Linked DNA regions of Pan troglodytes: region 1 is linked to region 2. The links are chromatin contacts, called in public Hi-C maps. All regions are on one chromosome and are shown on one strand. The core of a region is the stretch at or near the end of the contact, and the rest is flanking DNA. Distances in the headings are between cores, read along the strand shown. Region 1 has its middle 61 kb from the start of MIR100. Region 2 has its middle 210 kb from the start of SORL1.

Region 1 (7,411 bases), core at 508-3,007, 550 kb before region 2:
CAGGATCACACCATTGCACTCCAGACTGGGTGACACAGCGAGATTCCACCTCAAAAAAAAAAAAAATTAGAAAAAAAAGGAGTCTCCCAGCTGGTGAGTGAATATTATAATAAAGGCAACAACAAAGACACAAGCATCATTCCTGTGCCATGTATTTGGAATGAGATTTGTATAGGACTTCTAAGGGGCAAAGTGATGGTCAGGGAGGGCTCTAGATAACATCAGAACTTATTTTTGAAGGAAACTGGAAATTCCCCCAAAAGGATGATGGTGGGAGTTGAGGAATGGCATTTCAGGCAAAAAAAAAAAAACAAAAAAAAACAAAAACATGTCCAAAGGCATGGAGTAGTCAAACAACTGGAGTGTCCTTCTCCATGAAGCCTTTCTGGTCACATTCAGAGGGAATTCACCTTGCCTTTCTCTGTTCTGTCATCACCCTTTGTTGCAGCCTAAATCACATAGCCCTTATACTGTCTGCTACTGGGACAACTGTGATGTGGGACCCCATAGAGCTGGCAAGTGGCAGGTGGCTCATGGAAAAGACTCCAGACTTGTCTACTGTCCTAGTTGAGCAGCGAACCCAGATGCTTTTTGCAGAATATTGATTGAGAGCAAACACATCAAATGTTTCAATGATTTTTCAAGCAAAGCAACATTTTGCTATAGTGTATGTATATGTACTTAAGTAAACACTGAAAATGGATTTATATACATCAGAGCTTAGGCATCTACTTCCCACGAGAGAAGTAACAACATGAAAGTAAACCAAATGGAAAAATAAGTAATACTCTTTGCATTCCCTGAGATTTATCCCAAAGCCAACCCTTACTGCTTAAGTGGATGAGGGAAAATTCTCCATTGCATATCTCAGCAGTCTACTGCTTGTGCCCGTTATCTTTTGAAGGGAGGTTGTCTCGTATCTTGTGCGTAACGCTTTTATTCTAGCTTTTAGAATCAGCTGCTTAAAATTCCTCGACTTATGGTGTTAGGTAAATAGATAAGTAGGACTATGCTTTTTTGTCCCTTTTGGGCACACAAACTGAAGAACCTTGGATACTTACTGGAGGGGAACTTTCTCCCTTCTTCCCCCAGTGATATGCTTTGGAGGAGAACTTATGCAGAGATTGGGGCAACAAGAAGGTGCCTTCTACTAGCTTTAAGAAGGAGATAACATTTCCATTTTTTGTTTAAAAATGTTGATTTTCGAGGCTTTACTAACTGTAATAGGTGAGGTTTTTGTTGTGAATATTCTGTTTGCGTTTTGTTGCTGGAGGGAAGGAGAGGCTATTTGGAGAACGATACCTGGCTCATCAGCTGCCCTAAGGGTTCAAAGTGACTTGAGCCTTTCCTCTCCAGGAGCTCTTATATTGCTCCTGAACTTAATGTTATGTGTTGTCTTTCTCTTTCATTTTCTTTGCACATTTCCTAAAGTTCTGAAGTCCTTGACCGTCGAAGGATTTTACCTAGATCTCTGATGACCTACCTTGGCTTTTCTTTACCTGAGAATTGCCCATCTATGGTTCTTTGCTCCATCTGTGCAATTTGCCCTTTTCAGGACTTGAGGACAACATGGTCGCCTTTGCCTTGCTTGGCTGTGGTTTGGGGTGGCATTAACACCATGATTTCTTTCAGGGCCCACTGAAGGTTGGTTTCTGCGCTCCTGCGCCACCTGCTGTCACCAGCTCCAAATGCAGGCTCCCCAGTCGCCAGCCCTGGGCTCCCAGCCCCAGCCAGAGTCCAAACCTCAGACCAACCAGATGTTACTTAGGCTGCCAGATTTCTGTCTGGGCCTTATCTGTACCGTCTTCACTGGCTCACTAGATCAGAATCCCAAATGTCCCTGGATGACTTGCCTCAAGTCACGCAGACCCTGAGCTCTTTGGCCAGAAAGAGGAAGCCTGTTTGATTGGGGGTTGCTGACCAGTGGCTCCTGCCAGCTTTCTGAATGTGTGGCCAGTGGAGGCCGGCCTCTCCTTAGCAGTGAAAATGCAAATGGATTTCTTTAGAAATGTCAACAGACACTTGACACTTATCCTTTAAGGTACTCCCCAACGTGTCTCCTGACTGGGCCACTTAGTTTCTCCCAAATTGCTCAGAAATGGAATGTTTGCTTTTTACTTTTTAGCACTCTGGGCTTTTCTACAAACTCATAAAAGTTGGTGATTCTAACCAAGGGATCACAAGAAAGTGCGGTGCTACTTTTTATGAATTAAATTAAGTACCCCCATTATTCTCTGTTTTAGGTTGAAGATCTCTTGATGTCAGGGACTTACGCATTTGCTCCCTCTCCATCACACACAGCCTGGCACACAGTAGGTGCTTCACACAATCTTGTTAAAAGGAGCAGACTCTATCTGGTCAAAATCATTCTTGGAAGTTCTTTTCTTTTGTTTGTTAAAAGGAAAAATGGCCAGAGTTGAGACTGTGAAAGTTCATTCCTGATTTCAGACCAAAAAAATAAAGCTGAACCTGAGAGAAAAACAATGATGAGTGCAAGTTGTGATTTCTATGATCACTCTGATAAGAATGAGGATCGTGACTGGCTGTGGTCTCCCGAGGTTTGAAAAAAGAGAAATATATGCATGCAGGAGAGAACTGAGTTAGATATGAGATAGAACTTCCTAAGAGCAGAGGTTATGGGATACCCTTATAAAATATAAATGGGGGTTTACGCTAGCAAATACTCTAGAGAGAGATACACATCCATGTAGTTCAATAAACACTTATTAAATTCCTGCATTATGCCAGCACTGTATTAGATACTGGAGTAAAAAAGATTGTAAAGTATAGTACCTGGTCACAAGAAGACAGAGACTAACAAGCAGACAATTTCAATATAATTTCCTGATTGCTAAGAGGGAAGTATATGTGCCCAGGGTGTTGTGGGAGAATATGAAAGTGCACTAATTCAAGCTGTGTAGTCAGGGAAGGCTTCCTGGAGGAGGTGGTGCTTCTACTGAGTCTTACTATTGGGTGAGAGATATCTAGAGAAATAAATGCAGTCAGCATATTCCAGCAAAGGTGGAAAGCTAGACTAGCTGATGTACAAACATCTTCAGGTCACAGAAACTCCTTTTAGTCCTTCTGAATTGAGTCATCTGGGAAATGCTGTTGTCCCACAGGAAATGTCTTACAATTCTGGCAGCCTAAAGGGGCTCAGTTTTCTATTGCATGTTCAGCTTGTCACCTTGTTAGGACAGCCTCTTATAGACTTAGGAGGGAAAAAGTAAAAGAGGGAATCTTATTTTCATTTGCATCCAAGGATCATGATCCATTAAGCAGCCTCTGTGCTCTAACATTCAGGGAGCTGCAGGACTGGCATATCCTTGATGCATCAGATCTGATATATTTGTGTTCAAAGGGAACAAACCAACTACTACTGATAAGTTCTCTCACAGCAGCTACTTTTTGAGTTCCAACAGGTTGTTGTACCTAGCCCCATTGTACAGGTGGGGAAACTGAGGCTGAAGGGCACAGAGTCACTTTCTAGGCCCTGGGGAATAACTATTGGCTACTGCATAGTAATTTAGCTTCTTATTTCTCACTGTACCTTCCCAGGGTGGGAACCTCTGAGAGTCAATTTTCCCAGAAAGAGGCACTTTCGAAATGGCAGGCCTGTTAGTAATGGCCTGTTTCCACTGGGTATCCTGCCCATTGGGCTGGCACTATGGGAGTGGGGGTTCCCAGCCACCCCAGGGAGGTCATTCAATCCCAGCCATGGCAGCTGGTGTCCTTGGTGCCCTGGACCACCATCAGAGAACGGAATCTGCGGGAAAACAAAGAGTGCAGCCGTGGCGGCAGACCTGAGCCCTCCACGCCTGCTTGCCCAGGGCAGGTCCCAGTGGGGTTAGTGCCAGGCGCTGTGCTGATTCTCCACCCCCTTCCCGGCTCCTCGGCTCATCTGCTGGCTTTCAGAACTCCAGCCATCCTGAATGGGTCTTTGTGCGCACCCCAGGAGCTGGCTCGGAAGAGCCTGATGGAAATGCTGGACAGAGACGTCTCCTCTGGATCCAGGCACAGCCCGTCATGGTGCCATCTTGCGGGAGCCAGGCTTTTATTGTTTCACCACGTTGCTCTATCTGGGAGTGGGTTGGGACCTGGTGAATGGGAAAAATGTTCTGCACCCCTGACAGTGGGGTCATGGGTAGGGCCGAGGGGATGGCAGCACCTCTGTCACTTTCCCACAGCTCTCTTTCCCACGGTCAGTCTTCGCTACTTTGCCCCCCTGAGATGATTGTGATAATATTAATAACAAGAGGCATCGTTAATGGTCACTCCCGAGGTGCCAGGCATTGTGCTGAGGGTTTCATTCCATTGAATACGTGTTCTCAAAGATCCCGTGGGATGTGTTGTCTTATTATTCTCATTTTACAGGTGAAGAAACCAAGGTTAGGAGATGTTAAGCTACCTGCCCAGGTAATTCTGAACAGGAAGGTGAGCACAGATTGGATGCAACTCTGCCCTTACCTCCTCCTTCCAGCCTTCAAGGTGTCTCTTTCCAATCATTGAGGTCTTAAGGCCACTTGTACTCTCATTCCTAAGAAATCCCTGAGCTCCAGGGCGCCAGCACAGACAAAAGCCTGGTTCTGGCAAAATGTGAAAAGCCTCGTGGCCTCTCAGGTTCCTTTTTTTAATGCTGTGCTTTTTTTTTTTTCTTTCGGAAATCAGGGGTGTATTTCATTTTATAAGATAGAAGAAATTGTAGATGTATAAGGAACACGTTGGAGTACAACTATAGATTGAAAATTGTGTTAAAGAACCTTATCTCCATCCTCAAAAAACAAAATGGTTTTATGAGACAAGCAAGTACCACATAAGGGCTGGAGTGCAGGATGCATTTCAGATGTCAGTGGTCCCAGCTCTGTCACCGCCGGTACTGCTCTGGCCAGGCGTCCTCTGTAGATGCAGGGATGAGGGTTAATTCCAGGTGTCTGACTCTGAGGCTCTCTTTGGCTGGGTTGGAGAGTAGGCAGAAATCTTGTTTTTATTTTTTTAATAGACAGAAGCAGTGGTGATAATGGCATCTACTCACCTGCCTGGCTTCTCTTCTATGTATGACAAGACTATCATTTAGGAAGGGTGATTGATATAGCTCTCTTATGGAGCAAACTCGATGACCCTTTTAGGGGAATGAAGTTTTAACCATGACTTTTAGAGCAGCTCTGTTAGCTGAGCCAAACAGCCAACTGGGAAGGGCTGTGAGTATCTCTCTGTTTGGAAAAAGGCTATAAATAATCTATGGTAAACAAATAAACAAAAACACCAGAAGAAACACAGGTTAGATCTTCAGAAGAACTTCCTAGCTGTGCAGTGTGGTAAGACATCAGGCAAAATTGTAAGTTGTGCCCCAGAATTTGCTGAGCTCCCCTCCCCTCCCCTCCCCTCCTGTCCCCTCTCCTCCCCTTCCCTCCCCTTCCCTCCCCTTCCCTCCCCTTCCCTCCCCTTCCCTTCTCTTTCCTTCCCTTTCCTTCCCTTCCCTTCCCTTCTTCTCCTCATCTTTTTTTGAAAGAAAGTTAGCTTCTAACCTCTCTAGGCTGTTATCTGTATAGCCCATACCATTCCCAAGTTAGAGGAATGACCATTGACTATCATAGGCCTCATATAGAGAACCTTTATATCCATCATTAACACATGACAAAGACACTCTCTAGAATTTGAATCCTCAACATTGTGTGTGGTATAGTGTGTTATTCCCCTTAGTGTGAAAAGTTAATGTCCATTCCTAGCCACTGCTGCATTCAACCCCAGAAATATCAATGCTCTAATGATGGGTAAACTGTCTGAGTTGTTTTTTCTATTAATTATTCTCCAAGTTGCTTTCTACAGTCTTTTTTTTTTTTTTTTTTTTTTTTTTGAGATGGAATCTCTCTCTGTTGCCCAGGCTGGAGTGGTGCAGTCTTGGTTCACTGCAACCTCCACCTCCCGAGTTCAAGTGATTCTCCTGCCTCAGCCTCTCGAGTAGCTGGGATTACAGGCACACACCACCATGCCCGGCTAATTTTTTGTATTTTTAGTAGAGATGGGGTTTCACCATGTTGGCTAGGCTGGTCTCGAACTCTTGACCTCAGGTGATCCGCCCACCTCAGCCTCCCAAAGTACTGGGATTACAGGCATGAGCCACTGCATCTGTCCTCTACAATCTTTACACTTCTCTCTGATATCCAAGGATCTTTACCAGAGCATATTTCTTCATTAGACTATTGCTATCATCGTGGATTATTATTATAACTTGATTGTGGTGATATATAATAAATGTTTTATGATTTGAGGAATGGAAGTATAAGTGCAGCAGAGAAATACCCATCACCATCAAGATAATAGTCTGTAGAGGGTTAAGGTCCTAAGACATATGGTGTTGAACAAACAAAAATCATAAACAGCCATTAGCCCACTTCCAACTTCAGCCCCTTTCAACTCACTATGATGTCATGCTCTGGTGTTTTTCTTGGGAGTCACTTGTTTCTTTTTTATTTGTTAGTCTCATTTCTGAGAGTGGAACTTGCTATTAAAACAAATAATAGTTAAAGATAGTAGAGTTCAAGAGCTTAGGGGATAATTCAAGGCAGACACTGGAAAGAACTTTTTGATTGTGACAAGGAGAATATATTGAAGAAAACCTTGTTTAAATAGGGCAAGTGAAATTTACCTCTGGGGCATGGGCTACTTGAAGTTTGAGTAACTTTCTAGGTCTCAGTCCTTTAATTATGGGGTAACATGTGAGTCATAGGACAATTTCTTCTTTGTGAAGAAAGCTGTCAATTTATTTGTTGGACTTTGGTCAGTAGGCAATGCAGAATCACTTGTGACCAGCAGGCAACAAAGAATCACCATGAGTTTTGGAACATAAGAGTGACATAATCAGAGACATGTATGAGGGAGACTAAACTACAAGTCACATGTAAAATGGATTACAGTGGATAGATCCTAGCAATAAGAAACCAAGTAAGAAGATATAGCAATAGTCCAATCAAGAAAAAATGAAAACTTCACTGAGGATAACTGCAGTAGGAATAAAAGAAAGGGACTAATTCAAGAAATACAATGGAGAAAGAATGGACAGAGCTTGGCAACTAAGCAGCTATAAAGGAGGGGCATGGGTGAGGGAGGAATTAACTATGACACAATCAGATTTCCCCAGAGAGCAACTGGGCATTTGTCCAATGGCCAATGGGAGCAACTGAACTTTCTGCACTTTTCTTGCCGACAAACAAGCAGGGAGTAACAGTGGCCTGTTAGCTGTGCAAACTCCCCCATAACCTCTCATGATGAGGGGAGTATGACCCTGTCATAGGGTGAGTCAAGATTAGAAATAGGGCAGTGGATGCAGGTTTGTACTTCCCTGAGGGATGATGCCGTTTGATGCATCCCATTGCCCCAACCCTTCATGGTGATAATATCTAATACTCAGGTT
Region 2 (7,075 bases), core at 798-3,297:
GGGTTTCATTAAACAGGGAAAAGAAGTGACTGGCTCAGTCATTAATGGGTTCAAAGATTGAGGAAAAGCCTCAATCATTGCTGAGGAGCAAGGAGGTCTTATACAGAAATTCCATACTTGGACTTGAATTTGTGTGACCTTGGCTGAGCCGCTTAACTCTTAGGAACCTCATCTGTAAATCAAGGGAATTTGGGTTAGAAATGCAGTGATTTTTAAATTTTGTTTTTTAGCTTCTAGCTGTACATTACAACCACCTGGGCAGAGAGTAAAATCATGACCCCTATCCCCAACCCCTTTTCATTGTGATTTCAGCAGCTCTGGGGGTAGGGTCCAGGCAATTCTTAAGTACGCAAGACTGAGAATTTCTGGATTATAGCATGTCCAAAAACTGATTCTCAGAAGGGAATAAAGTAAATGAAGCAATGGAAAGGAATACTGGAATTCCTTAGCCATTCTACGCACACAGGCCTCGAACCATTGTACTCACCTGAATGCCTAATTTGCCTATTTCCCTCCAAGGCCAAGTCCCCTCTAGGATCAGGGTGAGGCTCCCGCCAAGACAATCAGCACTTTCCCAACAATCTGCAGGGACACATGTAGTTTTCAGACTGAAAGGAGGATAGCAGGAAGTCTGGGTCCCTAAACACTCTGGAGGTATTGGACCAGATGAGTGCAGGTCCCACCATCTTTCCTATGCCTCCTCCACACAGTGGGGTGGCCCCTGCAGCAGGTAAGTGACGAGCGAGGCCCCAACCACATCTAACAAGATGGCCACTCTGTCTGCCTGGCTGGCTGATGCCAGCACCAGCCACTAGCTCCCGACATGCAGGACTTAAAGCATCTGCCAGACTGGTGCCAGCTTTTGATCAGTACCATGTTGAGACAGAGACCTGCAGGGAAACGGTCAGGCTCCCTGTAGTCGACTAGCAGGAATCTTACTGAAGAATTTGAGCACAGATTTAAAAGTGAGGTGCAGGCAGGGGGAAGGGGTGTGGGAGACTGCTTGACAGAGGCTGTCTTTTCAAGGCCAGGTTATTCCATCTCTGCTAAGGGAAGAGACACCCTTTCCTGGCTGGTGGTTGGAGCAGGATTTCTGGGCTCCCTTTGTACATTTTGCTGCTCTGCCCTGGGGGTCAGAGGGAGTCTTTTAGCCTCAGCTCATGCATCTGTAATACCCTGAGACCACCGGGATGGGTCCCTAGTCTCCCCCGTGTCCAGCTCCACGGTGTTGCAGTAAAACCACAGCAGGGCCGTTTACAAGACACTTGACGACTCCAGCCAGTCCACTCGCCAGAGGGCCTGCAGGAGGGCTCCTGCCTTCTAAACGAGTCCTCTGCGGCCTAGGCTGCTGTCCTCAGGAAACCCAGTCTACATCCTTGGCAGACATTCAGAGTGCCCCTAAAAGCTGTGTGCTAAGATGGGGAGCCCCCTCCTCCACTGCCCCCTTCCTGGGACACCAAGCCAAGTGTTAAGCAGAGGCCCAGCCCCAGAAACAACGCGTTTTGTGTCTGACAATAGCAGCCTACGTGACTTGAAGGACTCTGCTGTTGGTAAACCAAATGCACGCCAGTTTTGCTTATTTGCTCTAACCTTCAAAGAACCTAGAGGTCCCTTCCTAGTTCAACAAATAAATCCAGTTCCACTCTAGCGGGCCTCCTGGACAAAGTTCCATTGTTACGCCTTCCCTGAATGTCCACTGCTCGCTCCCTCTCAGGCACCCTAGCCCCACGCCTGTTCACCCTTCTTTCGTTTTGGGATAAATCAGCCTCCTTTTTTTGTTTTGTTTTGTTTTGCTTTAATTCTTTCAAAGGGTAAGGAATGTTGACACCCCCGAAACATGCCTCTGATGTCTGGTTAGACTTCAGACGGCTGTATTTGAACGTGCGCTGACGCAGTCGGGCAGATTGGGTTAAACCAAATATTACAATTGCAAGAACTCATCTGGAACTAATAATTTTGAGGCCACCGAAAGTAAAAGGGCCCTGCTTTGGGGCTGGCCAGCGGCAGAGGCCAGCTCGGGCCAATGCTGCCACCTGCCGAGGGCGCCGGGAACAGGGTGCGCCGCCGCGGCCTTCCTGTTTTGTTCTGGCCCCGCTCACCGGCTCCCACGCAGACAGGTTCGCCAGCCAGCCAGACCAGGGCTATTTTAAAAGGCTAGCGCCTCTTCCCAGCCCTTGGTGTAAAGATAGCTAGTCTGGCTGTCCCGTGTCTTCGCTGAAAAAAAAGACAACTTCCCAATTATAGAGCCGGGGCTGGCTACAAAGGCAGTTGCAGTTGGAGTCCGATTAAACATGTGCCGGGTGGATTACACAGATCATGTGTCAGTGGCTCGCCTAGGAGGAAGGCTCGTTTAAGTTCAGGATTTTTATTTTGCGGGGGATGATGGGGACGTACAACTCTGGGTTATGTCGGCGCATTGCTGAACTGCGAGTCACATGCCAGATCCAGAAATGATGAAAACATCTGTTTTTGCTTTAGACCAGCGAGGCTCTGGCGGTGGGGAGGGGCGCGAGAGGGACGGGAATGGCTTTGCTCACCAGCACCATCTGCTGAGCCTGCTGTGGAAACGCGTGCGTCCCCAGCACAATGCAGGTTGTCACTCGCCCCAGGAAGGGGGAGATCAACAGGTGGGGGTCTCTGCCGGGGCGATCACTCTCCATGGAGGACAGCCCCGATTGTGCCCTGGGGACTGTGCAATCCCGTATTGTCTCGGAGTGTTCACAACAAAGAGCTTTGTCCCTGGGGACTGCCCGAGGGCAGAGGAGGAGGAGAGAGAAGCAGCAAATGAATTCCCAGGTTGGGAAGGAAGGAGGTAAAGGGGGAGGGGAGTAGCTCCTTAGTGGTTTGCAGACAGTAAAAATTTGCTGTTCTTTCTGGCTGAAATCTACCAGAACAAAGGAACCACGTCTCTAGGAAAACTCCCAGCTGCACTTCCCCCCACCGTCCCTCTTGCCTGCGATGGTAGCTTTTGCTCGGCATGTCTGAGAATGTTCCAGTATTCACAGAGACCTTTCTGGTCTCTATGACCAAAGTATTCACAGAGACCTTTCTGGTCAGGCAGGGCTTGACCAGCCCTTCAACGTGCAATCCTCCCAGCTTCAAGAACCCAGCAATGGGATGGTTCTGAATCGGAGCCATACTGACAGCCAAGCCAACGGCATTCTTTCGATGTACAGCAAATATTTACTGCCTGCCTGCTAGGTGCCCGGAACTCACTCAGCACAACTATTTGTCATACAGTTTAAAAAACAATACAAATATGTCAGAGAAAAATGTATGTTTAGTGTCAAGTGCGTGTTTGAGACAATGACAGCTCTGAGTTCAGAGGCAAGGAGAGGATTGCAGACCTCGAATCTACCTTTCCTCAGTATTTGGGGGCAGTTCTGAGAAGAAGCTGGATTCCTCCAGCTTGTGTTTTGGGTTGTGTAGTCAAATCCCCTGAGTAACTGATTTTAATCAACCTGCTTCAGCTGTGACCTCCAGCCCTCTGGCGTTAAAGATAAATCCTCTACAGTTCCCATCCAAACGGCATCCATTACTCACAATCAGAATTGGGTGGGGACCTAGATTCCACTCCCAGGAATCTCCTCTGGGCCAGGTACAAAATTCTGAGCTACAACCAGATGAACAGTACTTCCCAACAACACACAGAGAGGTTAATCCAAGGGAGAAAAACCTGGGTCAAATGAAAAGCACGAGGCTTGCAGACCTCATTAAGCACAGTGCCTCCCTTTACACGCAGCTACCGAACACGCCCTCAGTTCTCTGCTGCCCACAGCTGAGGTTCCCAGAAGAGCAAATGCTGCTGATCCGGACCGAAGTTAGTCTCTTCCGTAGGCTCATTTTTGCCCACTTACCTATAAACTCCCAAGTTCAAAAAGGAAAGGGATCCTCTCCATTCCATCCCTTCTTCCATCCATTTCACTCCCAAATAAGTATAGAAAGAGCTGCCATTTGCGTGGGAATGGGAACTTGACGCTAGGGGATAAGTCAGAAAAAAGCCTCCTTCCCATTTTACAGCTGGACAAAAAATGTAAGAACCATCCCGATCCTCACAGAGCTTGCCGCCAGCTATATCCCCAGTGGCCACATCCGTTCCCACAGGACTCACGTTCTCAAATTATGAGGGCGCAAACTAATCCCCAAAGCCATCTACAAGTCCGTTGGTCAGTCACCTGCTCCGCTCTGATGTTGAAAGATTACTAGTTCAGGGGAGCCATGCAAATCAACACAATCAACTTCACTTTTTGTTTCAGGCCTCAGAAGATTAGAACATGAGACAGCACTTTAATCTGGTTTGGTATTGGGCTGATGTGGAGAGTTCTGATGAATTTTCTTTGTTTTATAAACTGAGGAAACCTTGTCACTGACCCGTATTTCTTTTCTGGACTCTTCTTGACAGTTTTCCTCATTTCTATCTGGTTTTGCAACAGGTCTGTGTTTGAATCTATTGAGGGCTGAAATTTTTCATGCTGCCTTGACAACTGTGAGCCCAGAATTTAGGGTGTTTTGTCAACATTCGGCAAAATAAAATCTCTGAACTAGGCTCCAGCAAGAGGGTAGAAAAACTGCAGATGAAAAAATATGTGGCATGAAAATAAACTTTGGTGATTTTGTGCTTTACTAGGCTTAGGATGCCAACCTCCCAACTATTTTTCCAGGCCTATATAAGACTCTCTTTTTCCTCATTATAAAAAATAATTTCTGTTGCCCCACTTCACGCCATACATCTTGGTGTGATTCTCTTCACACAGAGAAATAACCTTTGTTCAAAGCTCTGCTCTCCTAAGCTGCACTAAATTCTGCAAGATCACTCTCCACATACAAGATTAGCACCTCCTTTCCAGCTCCAAATAGACTATAATCCAAAAGCTGCTCTTTTAAATAGAGGTTCCTTTTATGCTTAAATTCCTACATAAAAGAAACATCAATGCTACTGCTAGTCTCCCCAGTTAAATCCGATTTGCAAGAAATGCTGCATGCTCAAAAATCTGGGTGTGAACTGAAGTCTGGGCTAAGGGAACGCATTTGGGATTCTCCAGTCATTCTCTATCTGGAGGGCCCTCCAGTGGCCAAAATAATACCTGATATAAACAAAGACCACCAAAGCAAGTGTTACAACAAAGGCAGAGGATGGACGCTGGCCTGCATTTAAAATGCTGCATGTGAGCCCCACATTTGCCCCTTAGAGGTGTGTCTCATTTAAAGAAAGCCAAGACAGAATCTCAGCTCACAAAACGAAGACATTATTTGCATTACAAAAGGACCCTTCACTTGATTAAAAAGAGGCAGGTTTGAACTCCATTAAACGACAACTCCCCCTAATTTCTTTAAGATTCTATTGAATTTGCAGGAAATAAAAAGACTGACATACAAATTTGCAGAATGCATGTGCGGCGTAAAACAAGGTACATTTGTAGTCACTCTGCACTACCTGACCTACCCCACCCACATCTCCACCTCTGAAAGCCTAATAAGCACTCTGACCATGAGACACGGGGGGAAAGTGCAGGTCAGAACCTGTGGAGGTAAGATCTGAAGGCTCAGGGCAAGTTCAAGGTGCTCGGAGCCCAGAGCTGCCCTTCTGGAGGACTGTGAGGGAAGCAGCCATTTGTTCCAATACAATTTGCTCTGGACCTGAAGGATGCTGTTGGTTTTCCAGAAGGAAAGTTCTAGCTCTGTCGTGTATTGTCATCTTATGACACGCAGGCATGCCTCACTTTCCACAGGTGTAAAATGAATGGGTGGACTACACAAGCCAGATACAAATTCTAGAACCTTGGACTCCCAGACGTCATAATGATCTTTTTTCCCTCGGAAGCATTGGGCATGAAGTGGGGAGAAAGGGGGGAAGGAAACTTTCTCCCATTAAGTCCTTTAGGTCCTTCTGACTTCTGCTTCTGCACCTCACCCTGACTCCAGTCCCCCAACCAACCTGTGACCTGCAGCAGCACCAAATTTCAGCACCCCACCACAGACCACAGTCTTCACACAGCCACCCTCACCTCACTCCCTGCTAGGCAGACTCCTCCTCATTCCTCATGGCCCAAGTCAAATGCCAGTCCTACCCTTAATCATTACCAACTTCCCCAAACACTGGGCTGTTTTCTTCCCCGCTTTATGTCCCAACAGCACTGTGCACCTGCCTCGGTCCTGGCGCTTGGCCATGCTGGTCCTCTCCAGCCTGAGGACTACAGGGCAGCCACTGCCTCCTTTGTAGCTACATCCCCAGGGCTTAGCATAGTGCTGGGGACATGAGGTGAGTAAACGGGGAATGAAAGCAAGGGATTCCTGAGAGCAGAGCTCCTTCCATTCCCTTGGGAGATGAGACAGTGGTTGGGGTCAGCAATCCCTTCCCCAGGCCTGCTCTGACCCAGGGCCATAGGCTTCCACTGCCAGATGCTGGGAGAAACAGAACAATGGTCCCTCCCTTCTGCACAGTGTGGTGGTGGTGATGGAGGGATGTCTTGTCCTCCCCATTCCTCTCTTTCAATCAAGCACCCGCCATCGGTCAGATCCCCCTTTGTGTTATAATGATCTGTGCTAGAGACTGAATATTTGTATCCCCCCAAAATTTATAGGTTGCAACCTGATCCCCATTGTGATGGTATAAGGAGGTGAGGCCTTTGGGAGGTGATTTGGTCAGGAGGGCAGAGCACTTATGAATGGGATTCATGTCTTTATCAAAGGGACCCCAGAGAGCTCCCTCACCCCTTTCTCCATGTGAGGACACAGCAAGAAGTCTATGAACCAGGAAGTGGGCCCTTATCAGTCATCAAATCTGCAGGTGCCTTGATCTCAGACTTCCCAGCCACCAGAGCTGTGAGAAATACATTCCTCCTGTGAATCTGCCACCCATTCTGTGCTATTCTGTGACAGCCCCAAACAGACTCAGATCACCTGGGTTCTTTTTGCACTTTCAACGAGGCAGGTTCTCAGTGCCGTGGGGACATAAAGCGGGGAAGAAAACAGCAAGTATCTGGAGCAGCAAGTGTCTGTCTGGAAACTGTGCTAGTGCTGGGCCCAGCCACATCTAGTTGAGGAGAAAGGACACATCTGAACAAGATGATGACGT

The links. A called contact is a pair of places that touch in the nucleus more often than the background predicts.
Region 1: a Hi-C map of induced pluripotent stem cells shows a contact between it and region 2, with 3 times the contacts expected there. The contact joins two enhancer-like sites. A contact is called at or near these places in 4 of 7 Hi-C or Micro-C datasets (induced pluripotent stem cells, a lymphoblastoid cell line and stem cell-derived neural progenitor cells), 1 of 1 datasets of contacts at active chromatin or transcription factors (stem cell-derived excitatory neurons) and 1 of 1 other capture datasets (stem cell-derived neural stem cells).

The regions. Positions count from the first base shown.
Region 1 is chr9:124,152,042-124,159,452 of NHGRI_mPanTro3-v2.0_pri, reverse strand. No RefSeq gene overlaps it. Among named protein-coding and RNA genes, the nearest start is that of MIR100, 61 kb to the right of the region's middle. Within about 2 kb of position 1,757, at least 11 of the 24 cell types and tissues checked have an H3K27ac peak or open chromatin away from gene starts, as enhancers often do. A contact at or near this core is called in induced pluripotent stem cells and stem cell-derived neural stem cells, where this site is marked.
Region 2 is chr9:123,599,428-123,606,502 of NHGRI_mPanTro3-v2.0_pri, reverse strand. No RefSeq gene overlaps it. Among named protein-coding and RNA genes, the nearest start is that of SORL1, 210 kb to the right of the region's middle. Within about 2 kb of position 2,047, at least 13 of the 24 cell types and tissues checked have an H3K27ac peak or open chromatin away from gene starts, as enhancers often do. A contact at or near this core is called in induced pluripotent stem cells and stem cell-derived neural stem cells, where this site is marked.